2 separate regions of the Danio rerio genome follow, and region 2 is linked to region 1. Evidence: chromatin contacts called from public Micro-C data. All regions are on one chromosome and are shown on one strand. The core of a region is the stretch at or near the end of the contact, and the rest is flanking DNA. Distances in the headings are between cores, read along the strand shown.

What was found. A called contact is a pair of places that touch in the nucleus more often than the background predicts.
Region 2: a Micro-C map of caudal fin shows a contact between it and region 1, with 7 times the contacts expected there. The contact joins two enhancer-like sites. A contact is called at or near these places in 4 of 18 Hi-C or Micro-C datasets (caudal fin, embryo and an unstated tissue).

What each region holds. Positions count from the first base shown.
Region 1 is chr11:28,887,591-28,894,434 of GRCz12tu, forward strand. All of the region lies in intron 2 of iqsec1b (IQ motif and Sec7 domain ArfGEF 1b), which reads right to left. Among named protein-coding and RNA genes, the nearest start is that of acad9, 90 kb to the left of the region's middle. Within about 2 kb of position 1,346, at least 19 of the 62 cell types and tissues checked have an H3K27ac peak or open chromatin away from gene starts, as enhancers often do.
Region 2 is chr11:28,933,473-28,939,831 of GRCz12tu, forward strand. The region is part of intron 2 of iqsec1b (IQ motif and Sec7 domain ArfGEF 1b); the gene reads right to left. Among named protein-coding and RNA genes, the nearest start is that of acad9, 140 kb to the left of the region's middle. Within about 2 kb of position 2,174, at least 16 of the 62 cell types and tissues checked have an H3K27ac peak or open chromatin away from gene starts, as enhancers often do.

The sequences.
Region 1 (6,844 bases), core at 96-2,595:
AACTGTATATATATATATGTATATGTATATATATATATATATATATATATATATATATATATATATATATATAACTGTATAGTATATATTAGTGTTAGTGTTTAGTCAGGGGTTAATGGCACTGGGTTAGTAAATGTTTAGAGAGAAAGAGAGAACACTAACTAGCATACAGTGGCAAGTCATAGAGGCTCTTAATCCCCTGAAAGCTGCACAGATTATGACCTCACCGCTGGTGTTCAATCCATTGCCTGAATCCTCATGATTCAGAAAACACAGCACAGAATGCATGTAGTTATGCAGCACGAACAATGCAGAAAAATGTAGACAACACCACAAAGTAGGATATACTGCATAGACAATCCCTACTGTATGTATTAATGTAATTTCTTTCCTGCAAACATGAGTTGAGGGACTTTCTAGTACAGGTCTTTCCTTACTGCAAAAATTACACAAATACGCCTTAGGTTTGTGTTTTTTTTAAAGAGCATTAAACCATTTTCCACTAGCTTCCTCTACTGAGCTGGAAAAAAAGGAGAATGAGACCCCCTTGAGGCATCGCCGCATTTGCCTGCTCTGAAACACAAGGACCTTTTGCCTTATTAAAACTTATTGCTTTATACTGTTTTTATTTTATTTTGTTTGATTTTATTTTATTTTTTATAAGGTCCATATTTAATCAAACCAGAAAATTATTAATTAAGCAAACAAATAAATAAATAAATAAATAATAGTGATATTTTATATAACCCAGTTAAAATAGTAAATAAATAATTGTAAAAATGCAAATGTGAATATTATATGAAGAATACAATACATCAGTGGATGTCAGTGGCTACGCTTTTTGAACATTCTTTAAAATATCTTCCTTTCTGTCCAACAGAAATAATAAAGAAATTCAAAAAAGATTGGAGGATGAGTAAATGAATAATACAATTTCTTTGAGGTGTATAAAAATACAATGTGATGTAACGGGCTGAAATGGCCTTGTCCAGTGTTCTTTCCTGTCATGACCTCGGTGTGAACGCGATGGTGTCTCAGTGTTTGTGTTTTGATGAGCAGTGCTTAGTGTGTGACTGCACTTCCTCAGAGTTCAGATGTGTGTGTGTGTGCGTGAGTCACAGGGTCACAGATGGAGTTTTTTTTTTTTTGTATTCCTCAGCATCCGTCTGGCTCCCTTCTGCAGACCCAGGCAAGTGAACAGACACAACAATCTACTCTAGCACTACTGAACTCACTAAGCTACTCTGGAAATATGCAGTGGAAAGAGAATCGACATCTCTGGCTTGTCACATTTTATTACCTTGAATGCTGCGCTCACCTCTGTTTGAACCTGTAGGGGGAGCCAATGCTCAATCTACAAGGCTGATGACGACGTTGAGAAAGACATCCATTCATTTTCTCTGCCAATTTAGCTCTATAGAAAAAGATTGGTGGAACGCTAAATAATATATGCAAATATGACACCATTATGGCAAGCTGTTTTAACATTTATTCTATAAACCATACTAGCATCAAGTAGCAGTCATGTTTAAGACAGCTACTAGTACTCATTTAGAAGTTACTGATGTTCATTCTTTAAGTAGTAGTACTATTTAAAAGACAGTAATTAATAAATAGAGAGCAGTACTCATTGATCAGATATTAATATTTATTCATTAGATACTAGGGCCATTTTCATTGGATACTAGTGCTAATCTCACTAGTTATTAGTAGTATTCTTGTTACTATAACAAATGTAAAATTTGTATCCCTAAATTCGATATGGGAATAGTCACCAAGACATCAACTATTCAGTTTTGACTAGTACACATTCCAATAGAACATAAAATGCATATTTAAAATATTTTGGTAGCTATACACTAGATACAAGTACTTATTTTTATAGATATAATTAGATACTACACTCTAAAACCCAAAAAGTTAAGGTGACTCATACCATTTGAAGAAACCGATTGCAACAAACCGTTTAAATTCAAAAACTAATCCTAATTAGAACTGTGAACTTAATCCATTTGAGTAAACGAAGCAATTTGAGCACAGTAAAACCCAATAAATGAAGAGAACTCAAACCAACTGAGTACTGTAAAACCCAACATGTGAAGGCAACTCAAACCATTTGAGTAAAACCAGTTGTTACAAACCATTTGAGTTAAAAAACTAATCTATATGAGTACTGTGAACTTACTCCATTTAAGTTAAAGTAATAAGGTATTTAATTAAGTCATTACCTTTAACACAGTGTTCAAAACTCTTTTCAAATTAGTAAAATTAATTTTCTGTTAATTCTGAGTTAACTACACTCATTTCTTTTGATAGAGTTGACTGTTGGGTTTTAGAGTGTAGTTGTTATTTATTAGATACTCTTATACATAATAATAACATTAATATTTATTCATTATTCATCGGGGGTCACCACAGCGAAATGAACTGCCAACTTATCCAACACATGTTTTACACAGTGGATGCCCTTCCAGCTGCAACTCAGTACTGGGAACTATTGATTAAATACCACAGTTTTTATTTATTCTGTATTTTTACCTATTAAATGAATATTAATAATTACAAATTCAATAAATACTACTTTCCCAGAGATGGGTTGCGGCTGGAAGGGCATCCGCTGCATAAAAAACTTGCTGGATAAGTTGGCGGTTCATTCCGCTGTGACGATCCCGGATTAATAAAGAGACACAAAAAAACCTGTTACTTTAAATTTTTATTAAGGAAATTAACTATATTTCAGTGGTATTGCTACTTAGTAAGTAGGATTGGTCGATTTTGTGAAAAATCATAATCACAATCATTTTGTTCAAAACTGTAATCATGATTATTCAAAACGATATACAGTTAAAGTCAAAATTATGTGTACTTCTGTAAATGTTTTTTTTCTATTAATATTTCCCAATTTATATTTAACAGAGCAAGGAATTTTTCGCAGTATTTGCAATAATATTTTTTCTTCTGGAGAAAGTCTTATTTGTTTATTTTGGGTAAAATATTATATATACAGAATTTATAAAATATACAGAATGCGATCTCTTTCGCACTTTTAAAAATATGAATGATTCGAATGTACATCAATGAATGATGCGCATACTGTGCTGCAAAAGTTACATTACAGTACATGCTTAGAGTATTTTTCACGTGAAACTGAGCTTTGCAGAGCAACAAATACGTACAAATAGAAAGGGGGGCGGTATATGATACAACAACCGTTTATCTCGATTAATGTTTTTTCATAACCAGTAGAAGCCAAAATCAAAATTTAAACTGAATTTTGATAATTTGCACAGTATCTAATGAATAAATACTAGTTTCTATTACTATTCTATTCTTATTAATAGGTCCCAGTATCTAATAAATAAGTACAAGTGTTTACTGAATGTCCACTAGTCATATTCAAATCATAACTGGAATGCACACAACAGGCAAAACTTAATCGTCGATATCTTAATGACAGAATTCAAAATGTAAATTTGCTACAAGTGTAAATACAGAAAAGATATTGACATTAGACTAGTATGAATTTAAGCTACTAACATCACATTAATAAGTACTAGTATCTAATACATAATAGTTAGAAGTAGGGATGCACCAATATGGATTTTTTGGCCGATATTGATAACCAATAACTCTTAAAATTTGGAAGCCAATAGACGATATATTATAGCCGATAAATATAAATATTTCAAAATGTTATATTTTTATATAGTAAACAACTTTTTTTTAAAAAACTTTAAAAAGTTTGAACTGATCTTATGAACTGAATAGATTCTTCCTCAATGTGAAAACAGCAATAATTTCAAAATTGCAAGGTGATTTTATAAATATATTCATATTGTCACATAAATCAGCACGACAAAAATAAATTATTTAGTTTTCTTCGAATATCAAACTAACATGCAACTTGACTGTTGTGACTTGACATCGGACCGATAACGATAACATTAAACATAGCATATATCAACCGATAACAATATAGCCGCCAATATATTGTGCATCCCTAATTAGAATAATGAATAAGGAAGCACTGCAGAATAAGTATATAATGAATATATAGGCTACAAGTACTTAATGGAAACCATATATCTAAACGATAAGCACATTTATTGTAGTATGGTTTGTAGACTCTTTCATGTTAAAAGAGCTTGCCATAGACATTATAATATATAAAACATCAGAGGAGTGAACTGGGACACAGTCTTGTCATATCAGACTATTCCCTGAGATATTTCTCAAAAAGAGGCTGTAATGTATATGAACTTCACCGATCTTCAGAGATGAACTGCTGTGGCTTCACTCCTGCAGCCAATTAACAGCCAGGAGAGCATATACTCGACCGCGATTGGCTGAGGGAACTCCAGGGATCTCATTATAAGCTAGAAGTGGAACTCTTTTGGCAGAGCCTCTGACGGCAGTTTGATGAGCGACTCAAAAGTGCGTGAACACGGACAAGCAAAACTTCAGAGTTCCTCTTCCTCCACCAAAGTGACACAATGCTTCATATTGTAGACTGTTACATATACGTGGCAGATGCAAGTGAGGTAATCGATATAGATGATGTGAGAAACTAGTCTGAATGCAACTGACACTTCAGTGATGAAAACAACCTTAACTGTCAGTGTTACAGGCTGACTGCAAATCCTGCGTCAGACACCTCATTGACAATGAATGACACGTTCAAACAAAGGCCTGTTGGTATGATATTGTTTATGATTTTTTTGCTTTGCTGAATTGGAAGCTAAAAAAAGGAACATTCAAAGGAGGAACACAGTATTGTATTATGGTTATGATTAAATATTGATTTATAGTTAGAAAATATAATATTGGTAATATTGGAATATATGAAATAAGGTAATAAAACTACATTTTTTTTTCTGATATGCTGATCACATGTACCAATGTACTATATTGATCACAACAAAAATGTACTTCTTATTGCTTTGTAATTATTGTTTTTTTTTTCAAAAATAGGAATCCATGACAAAAGTTTGAATCAGGTTATAAACTGCAGAACAGTTAAAAACAAAACAAAACAGTACATACAGTTTTTATATTAATCATTAAGTTAAGTTTGTAGTATTTTGGGTTTTCTGTTATTTTTACCATAGCATTTAGGTTAGTCCAATTAAATTTACTATAATTTAACAAATAATTTATGTATATTGCATATTTTTGGTGAGATTTTGTAAAGTTTATGCATATTATTATGTAACAACTAAGCAAAATAGTAGTAAGAAAAGTTAAATAAAATTAAATTAAAATTAAACCAAACCAAAATAAAATAAAAGCAACTAAACTAATAAACAAACAAAAAACAAACAAACAAAAACAAAAAACAAACAAACAAACAAACAAACAAACAAACAAACAAACAAAAAACAAACAAACAAACATACAAATAAATAAATAAATAAATAAATAAATAAATAAATAAATAAATAAATAAATAAATAAATAAATTAATTAATTAATTAATTAATTCAATTAAATACATGATGCATAATTTGGGGGAGGTTTTGTATAGTATATGCATATTATTATGAATCAACTAAACAACATTATAGTAGTAAGAAGAATTAATAAAACAAAATAAAATTGCTGGAATTTAAACTCTTAAAAAATATTTTTAATGACAAGGATTATAAATGTATATATATATAAATAAATAAAATAAAGATGCATATTTTGGGGGACATTTTTGTATAGTATATGCATATTATTATGAAACAACAAAAAAAAATTATAGTAGTAAAAAGAGTTAGAAAAATCTAATAAAATAATAAAACAACTAAAAATCATAGTTTTTTTCTGTTGCTATATTGCTTATTTACTTTCGACTTTCAAAGTAGAAAAGTAATTATTTACTGATTTAAAGTTTACATTTGTGCAGTCTCATCAGAGGCAACTATTCTGTCATTGTTATGCTTTCCAGATGCAACCCAGAATGTGATGTCATGGTGATGATATTCCAGCAAGAGATGTGAGGCCTGCAGTTTGAAGCTTCCAGCAGATTTATGTATATGCTTCCTCAGAAATGTGGTCGGAAAAAGAGAAGCATTGCATACTACATAAACATGCTATATAACACATACTATATAAACATGCAAGACAGACAGACACTCACTCACATACATGATTACAGCAGGTCTCAATCAGTGGTCCGGTTTATAATACAGAACCAAAAGTAGAGCCGAACCCTCTGGGGACACAAGTTGAAAACTTGTACCTTAGTCAGTGCTTTAACAAAAAACTACTGAATTTACTTTCAAACTGCTTCATCTGCTTTTTTAGAGCTGTTTCACAAACAACAGAAAGAGTCAGAATTACGATGAAATCTATTTTAGTTTTTAATTCTTAAAATTAAACATAACAACATAATTGTATTTAAAACAAATAGCAGAACAGTGTTAATAACAAAAATAATAATTATGCTTTAATATTAGCATATTTTAAAATGTATAATAATAATAATAATAATAATCATAATAATCATAATTATGCATATACAGTTGAAGTCAGAAATATTAGCCCCCCCTGTGATTTTTTTCTTTTTTAAATATTACCTAAAGGATGTTTAACAGAGCAAGGAAATTTTCACAGTATGTCTGATAATATTTTATCTTCTGAATAAAGTCTTATTTGTTTTATTTAGGCTAGAATAAAAGCAGTTTTTAAGTTTTTAAAAACTATTTTAGGGACAAAATGATTAGCCCCTTTAAGCTAGAACAAACCATCATTATATAATAACTTACCTAATTGCCCTAACCTGTCTTGTTAATCTAATTAATCTAGTTAAGCCTTCAAATGTCACTTTAAGCTGTATAGAAGTGTCTTGAAAAACATG
Region 2 (6,359 bases), core at 924-3,423, 47 kb after region 1:
AATCAGCGTTATCTGACTGCGCTTTGATTGGCGGAAACCAATAAGCGCTAAATATGTTGGCTTGGGCTCACAGGATGTCTTAAAGACCCCCGAGAGGCCTCAATCGGGTAGGTGTGCATGTAATTGCAGTTATTGTCGTGGCACGTGGCTCCAGATGGGGTCTGGGCTGGAATGAGGAGCAGGCTGTATTTTTGTGGCCTCAATATCGCTTCTCTGAGAGATGGCTATCACAATGAAGAGCTCTATCTGGGCTCTGGCAGACAGACTAATTTATCTCGATTTATCCTGCTGGGTTTGGTGGAGGTGTCCAGATACCCGGGGCGATGCATCAGGACGCCCTTCTGCCTGCAGGATTGAGCTAAGCCAATATGTGCATGGATGATATTATAAATTGGTAAAGTATTTTTTAAATAAACACTATATATATATATATATATATATATATATACATACACGATATCCTAAATTTTTCTAGCCCCCCTGTATCAGAAAGAACATTTGCTAATAGTAATACTGCTTAAGGGGAGGTAGAAATATTGACCTTAAAATGGTTTTAGAAAATTAAAAACTGCTTTTATTCTACCCAAAATGAAACAAATGAGACTTTCTCTAGAAGAAAAATATTATCTGACATACTGAGAGAATTTCCATCCTCTGTTAAACGTAATTTGTAAAATATTTGAAAAAGAATATAACATTCACAGAAGGGCTAATAATTTTGACTTCAACTGTATATTGTAAATGTAAGGCTCACTAAAAATATATTTTTGAAAAAAAATATATATATTTAATTTCATATGCCAAAATATATCTTAAAATGCTTTTCAGGGTCAATAAAACATATTTTCATTTATACAATAGAATGAATTATTGTAAATAAAATAGCTATACAAAGCTGTGATTTCAGTTCTGTTACAGTGGCAGTCGAGAAGATTGATGTTTTTCTTGTTTTAGACATTTCTTAAAATAATTTGACAAACAAATATATTTTAAATGCTTTCATATGAAGAGTTTAAATGCAATAAAAAAAGTGTCGTCTGAAATTCTAATCTAAAATAAGCATTTTTTATCAGGCTGTTTCTGTAAAAAGTACTCTTAGTGCAAAGAATAGGTTATTTTCATTGACTTTAAAGTAAAATAACTAAACATAAACATGGGAGACTGAGAAAATCACAAAATGTAAAGGAAAATTAAAGAAGTTTTTGCATTTGAACTATTTATTAAAAATATATATTTTCAAAAATATTCAGAAACATTTGCAATAGTCATGTTGTGAAAGCAGGTGTGTGTGTCTTTTCATTTGCACAGGCCCCGCCCTAATTACGCAGACAACGTGCCCTGGGATTGGCTGGAGTGACCCAGGGCGTCTTTTAAAAATGAAAAACTTTGACTTTTGTTTGTTGTTTATCCATCCGTGTTTTCCCCCATCTTGTTATTTTGTTTTTGGTTTGTTTGTTGTTATTGTAAATATTGTTCGCTGTATATACATGGTAGGAAGCAGTAGGGGTTGGATGCCACACTTTTCTTTTTTGTAAATATTTTTCCCTTTTTTATATACAGTCAGGCAGGTAGGAGTAGTTTTTGTATTTTCATTTGTTATTTTAGTATATTTAGCTTCATTTGGGTGTTTAGGTAGGGGATATGCTTTTGTTTATTATTTTTCAGTGGGTCCTCTCCGAGGTATTTGCCAAAAAGTTTTGGGTGTTTTAAAAAAATAATAAAATTGATTTTATTTGTCCAGTGCTCTTTTATGTTACAAACTTGACCCTAGACCAGGTAATGTAAATATATTTTAAATGTATATTTAAGCCAATTATCGGCACCTTTTTTATATTTTGGGACTTTCTAAAACTATATAAACACACATAGGTTTTGTTTATAAATATTCATTTGCATGGATAATAAAACATTATCTAGAACATAAGAAAGGCTTTAAATCTATAAAAAATCATGTACAACATGTCTTGATTGAGAGATTTATTGTCTGTAATCTGTTTGGGACTAAATGGAAAACAAAGACATGTATTTACAACCTTCACCAGGTTTCTGGTGTAGAGAGAAGGAAGTAGAATATCTTTGTCTATTTCTGTTCTAGTATTATCGTGATCACTCCCTTTGAAAGGTCTTCAGAAAGCCCCTTTTCTCCCACTCTCAAAGCCAGAACAATGGCTGCCTGTGGACAGACCCTCAGAGAGAATCCTTCAAACACAAAGAAACTCACACCCAGCTCTCAATGACATCAAATCAAGGCTATTTATAGTTCACTAGGGCCTACAGTGGATTGTAATGACACTGCTTGATGTGTCTCATTTGTTTCAGACATCCATATGGCATTTTTTTTTTGTTTGCCTTTTGGACTGTTTAGAAAAGCATTACGACCACTATTAAAAAAGATCACAGCATTCACAAAAACAATAAACAAACAAACAATGAATGAATGAATGAATTAATACATACATAAATAGATAAATAAATAAATTAATTAATTAATAAAAAAAGGCGTTTAAATTCAAAATGCAGTAAAAATAATATAAATTTGATATTTAAATATAAATATAAAATATTTAGAATTCACAAATAAAACATGTAAGTTTAAAATCAGGTTGTATTAGTTAATGTCAGTTAATGCATTAGTTAACATGTATTAACGATGAACAACATATTTACAAGATAATCTTTGGTAATGTTAACTAAACATATATTAATAATGTGTTAGTTATTGCTTTACTAAGAACTAAATCAACTCAAAAAATTTGCAATTATACATACAAAAAGTATGTAGATTTAAACAATTAAAAGAAATAAAATGTTAAACATGTATATATATAATACAATATTACAATATAATTTTAAGTGGATGACATTAATTAATAGCTTTCATAACTAATATTTCATATCACTTTAACGAAATAAGTAAGAAAAATATATAGATTGCAAATAAAAATAAACCAATGATAGTAATACTGCCTTAAGAAGTCCTTATTTTATTTTGTCAGCATCTGACATTCTCTGAGCCTATCTGCGTATCCCAGATGTTCTTTGTTAAGTAGAACTGCACACCCTTCAGGCTGTTCATAAACCTTCATGCATGCTGATAAAGTGACCGACCGTAGCTCCTGCTCCCTCTAGTGGACTAACACCCAGTCCATCCTCTCATTAGTATTCTACATGCTCATTTGCATCTCCTGCAAATAGCAAAACACATGGACTTACCATGATCCTCTCACGAACATATGAACAGTTCAGCTGCTTCAGACATACAAATTACACTAAAACAAATGCCTCTATATGCAAATGAGGACAGCTGGGCGTACAACATGATCAGATGTGAGTTTAGCATAATAAATAACTGCAAACTAAACCAGTGACTGGATTAAATACACAATATGCAGATAAAACACTGCGCATATTTATTCTGTCACCATCCAAGCTTGTTGGAAACAGGCCGGATCGCTTAAAACACGTTTAACCAAGGTCTAATGGTCTAAGCGTTTAATGACCGCATGAGATTAAGAGCCAATTAATTCAATCACAGAGCAAAGAATTGCCATTTCAGTTTCACTGGCTGGGATGGAGAGCGATTACATTGAAACTCATCAGCTTCACTCATTACGTGGCCCATAATACCAGATCTGAACTAAAAATGGCTTGTTTAATAGATATCTGTGGTGGCCCTAGACACTAATGAAACAAGCACAATCCTCAGCTTCATTATGTTCACGTTTTCAACGACACTTTATTAAAAGATATATGTATTTCTTAAATTAACATCTTGTATAGTCATGGTCAAAATATTCAAATGTTTTGTTAAATTAAATATTTAAAAAAGCATGTCAGCATTTACATAATTAAGAAAAAAATAATAAATACATAATCAATAAATATATGAATAAATGAAGAAAAATCAGGCAATAAAAAAGGAAATGTCTATTTCAAATAAAAACGATTTTAAAAGATTAAATAATTATACAGACTGTGTGCATTTTGTTTATAAAATATATATTCTTTGTCTTATCTATAATTATGATAATTCATATTTAATATAGGCATACATATCCTATTAAATCATTAGAAAAAAATGGTCAAAATTTTTTTTAGAATTAGAAAAAATAATTGCATTTAATAATTTATTTAAAATATAATTATTTTATACTGTATTTTTTTTATTGTCACCCTTGGTAAATGTGAGCAATGAATGCTGTGAAGATTAAGCTGCTTTGTTTATCCTTTATATTGTTCATATATATATATATATATATATATATATATATATATATATATATATATATATATATATATATATATATATATATATATACATATATAAATATATATATATATATATATATATATATATATATATATATATATATATATACACACACACACACAGACATATATATATATATATATATATATATATATATATATATATATATATATATATATATATATATATTTTTTTTTTTTTTTTAATTCACAAAAACCTTCATACTGCTTTGAAATCTAGTCGTTAATAAAAAAAGAAACATGAATAGAAATATTTTTTAAAGATATTTCATTTTGACCAAAATGTGGAAATTGGCAAAAAAAAAAAAAAAAAGACACAAGACACTTTGCCAATTTAAATTGTTTTATTTAAATAAAATAAAACAATTTTGTTTTTTTTTAACAATATATAAAAATATAAATAATACATATTTATTCCATAACCATCTTTGTTCATATTTACTAACGCTGCCAATAATTTTGACCATTGTTTGAATATTCAACCAATTCCATGCATCTTCAACAAAAAAAGGTCAGTAGAGATTTTTCTTTACTGTTAAAAACTTTAGTAATTCTTTGGATACAAATAAATAATATGATTTACAGAATTCTGTGATCCTCAATGCAATGCAAGAGTTACATTCAGGGCTGCGCAACAAATTTCCTTTCCTGATTCGCTCTTTTATACGTAGCTGATATTATGGTGGAGTTTAGTGCAATTTGTCACTTGTCAATCATTCTTCAGTCCTCCATTGGCCGCACTCATACATACTTCCTCTTTTTCTACAAATTCTCTGCACAACATTAAAAGCATAAGACTTTCTCAACTGTAAACAATCTGTGCTCACAGGAAGTTAATTTTAGTCAATCAGCTTCATCTACTTCTGCAAAAATGCTTCACTGGTATGCAAAACACATCATTCAACAGTAGAAGTTCAGTATCAATATCACTTTTAACCAATACAAATACAATTGTTTAATTAAAATAAAAAAAAGACAAAAAAAATAGAAAACCATATTCTTCTTTACAACACCATGACTGTGTACAATAACTATTTTCCTCTATTCCCCAACAAATTATTAATTCAAAGAGACAAAGGCTGAACACGCTTACAGTGCAAGTGGAAACAAACGATACTGTGCTGTTTCGGAGTTGTGATGTGACAGTTTCAACAAGTGCTCTCTTCATATCGAGATGAAACAGCGAAGCAGTGGTGGGTTCAACCTTTGCTTTAAACTGGCTGTTTGTTGTCAGCAAATTAAATAAATTCATATAAAGATGAAAGGTGAATAAATGTCAGCAGAGGCATGCTGGTTTGTGCTGTTAAGCTGTTGACAGCAGTGAAGTTGGGAGAGGTGAAAGTTAGCAATTCAATACAAAAAAGCTCCAAAGCAGACTCTTCAGAACTGTGGTGCTATATTAAAAATCCTAGTGGCTGGGGAAAACTCTACATCTTTTAAAGAAAATGGTGCTGCATTATTGTTCTGGGTGGTTTCTAAGGCAATGTTAGGTGGTTATATATTAAAAGCTATATAATATATGATATTACATAATGTCACATTTCTTTAAATGCAAAAATTATACTAATAAGGGTTGTCAAAAGTAGACTTTGGTACCAATTAAGACTTTTGGGAGCACAGTTTTTGAAATCATTAATTTCACAGTCATTTTTGAAATTTGTGCACATGTTGGCACATTCCATTACACTTTTTATGTAATATTCAAAATTGTGCATAAAAATATGTGATGAAATAAGTGGTGGAAAACATAACTTGTGCTAGCAGGATTTAAAAAAAAAAAATCTACATTTTTGACAACGGTAAAACATACGATAAAATGGGAATGTCTCATTTATCCACCTATAATGAGACTGATGAAATCGCTTCTAAATAACATTAACAGGTATAAACAGCACGCACGTGATCTCTCTCTGTTGTCTGTCTGTCTGCTTATCACTTCTGGTTTGTAGTGGAGGGACTAAATCTAGCACGTTGAAAATTTAGACAAATATTGTGCTGCAAAGAGCAAAACTACTTTGATCTTTAGCTCTGGTCGGATCACACAATTTTATCACGATTTCATAGACCTA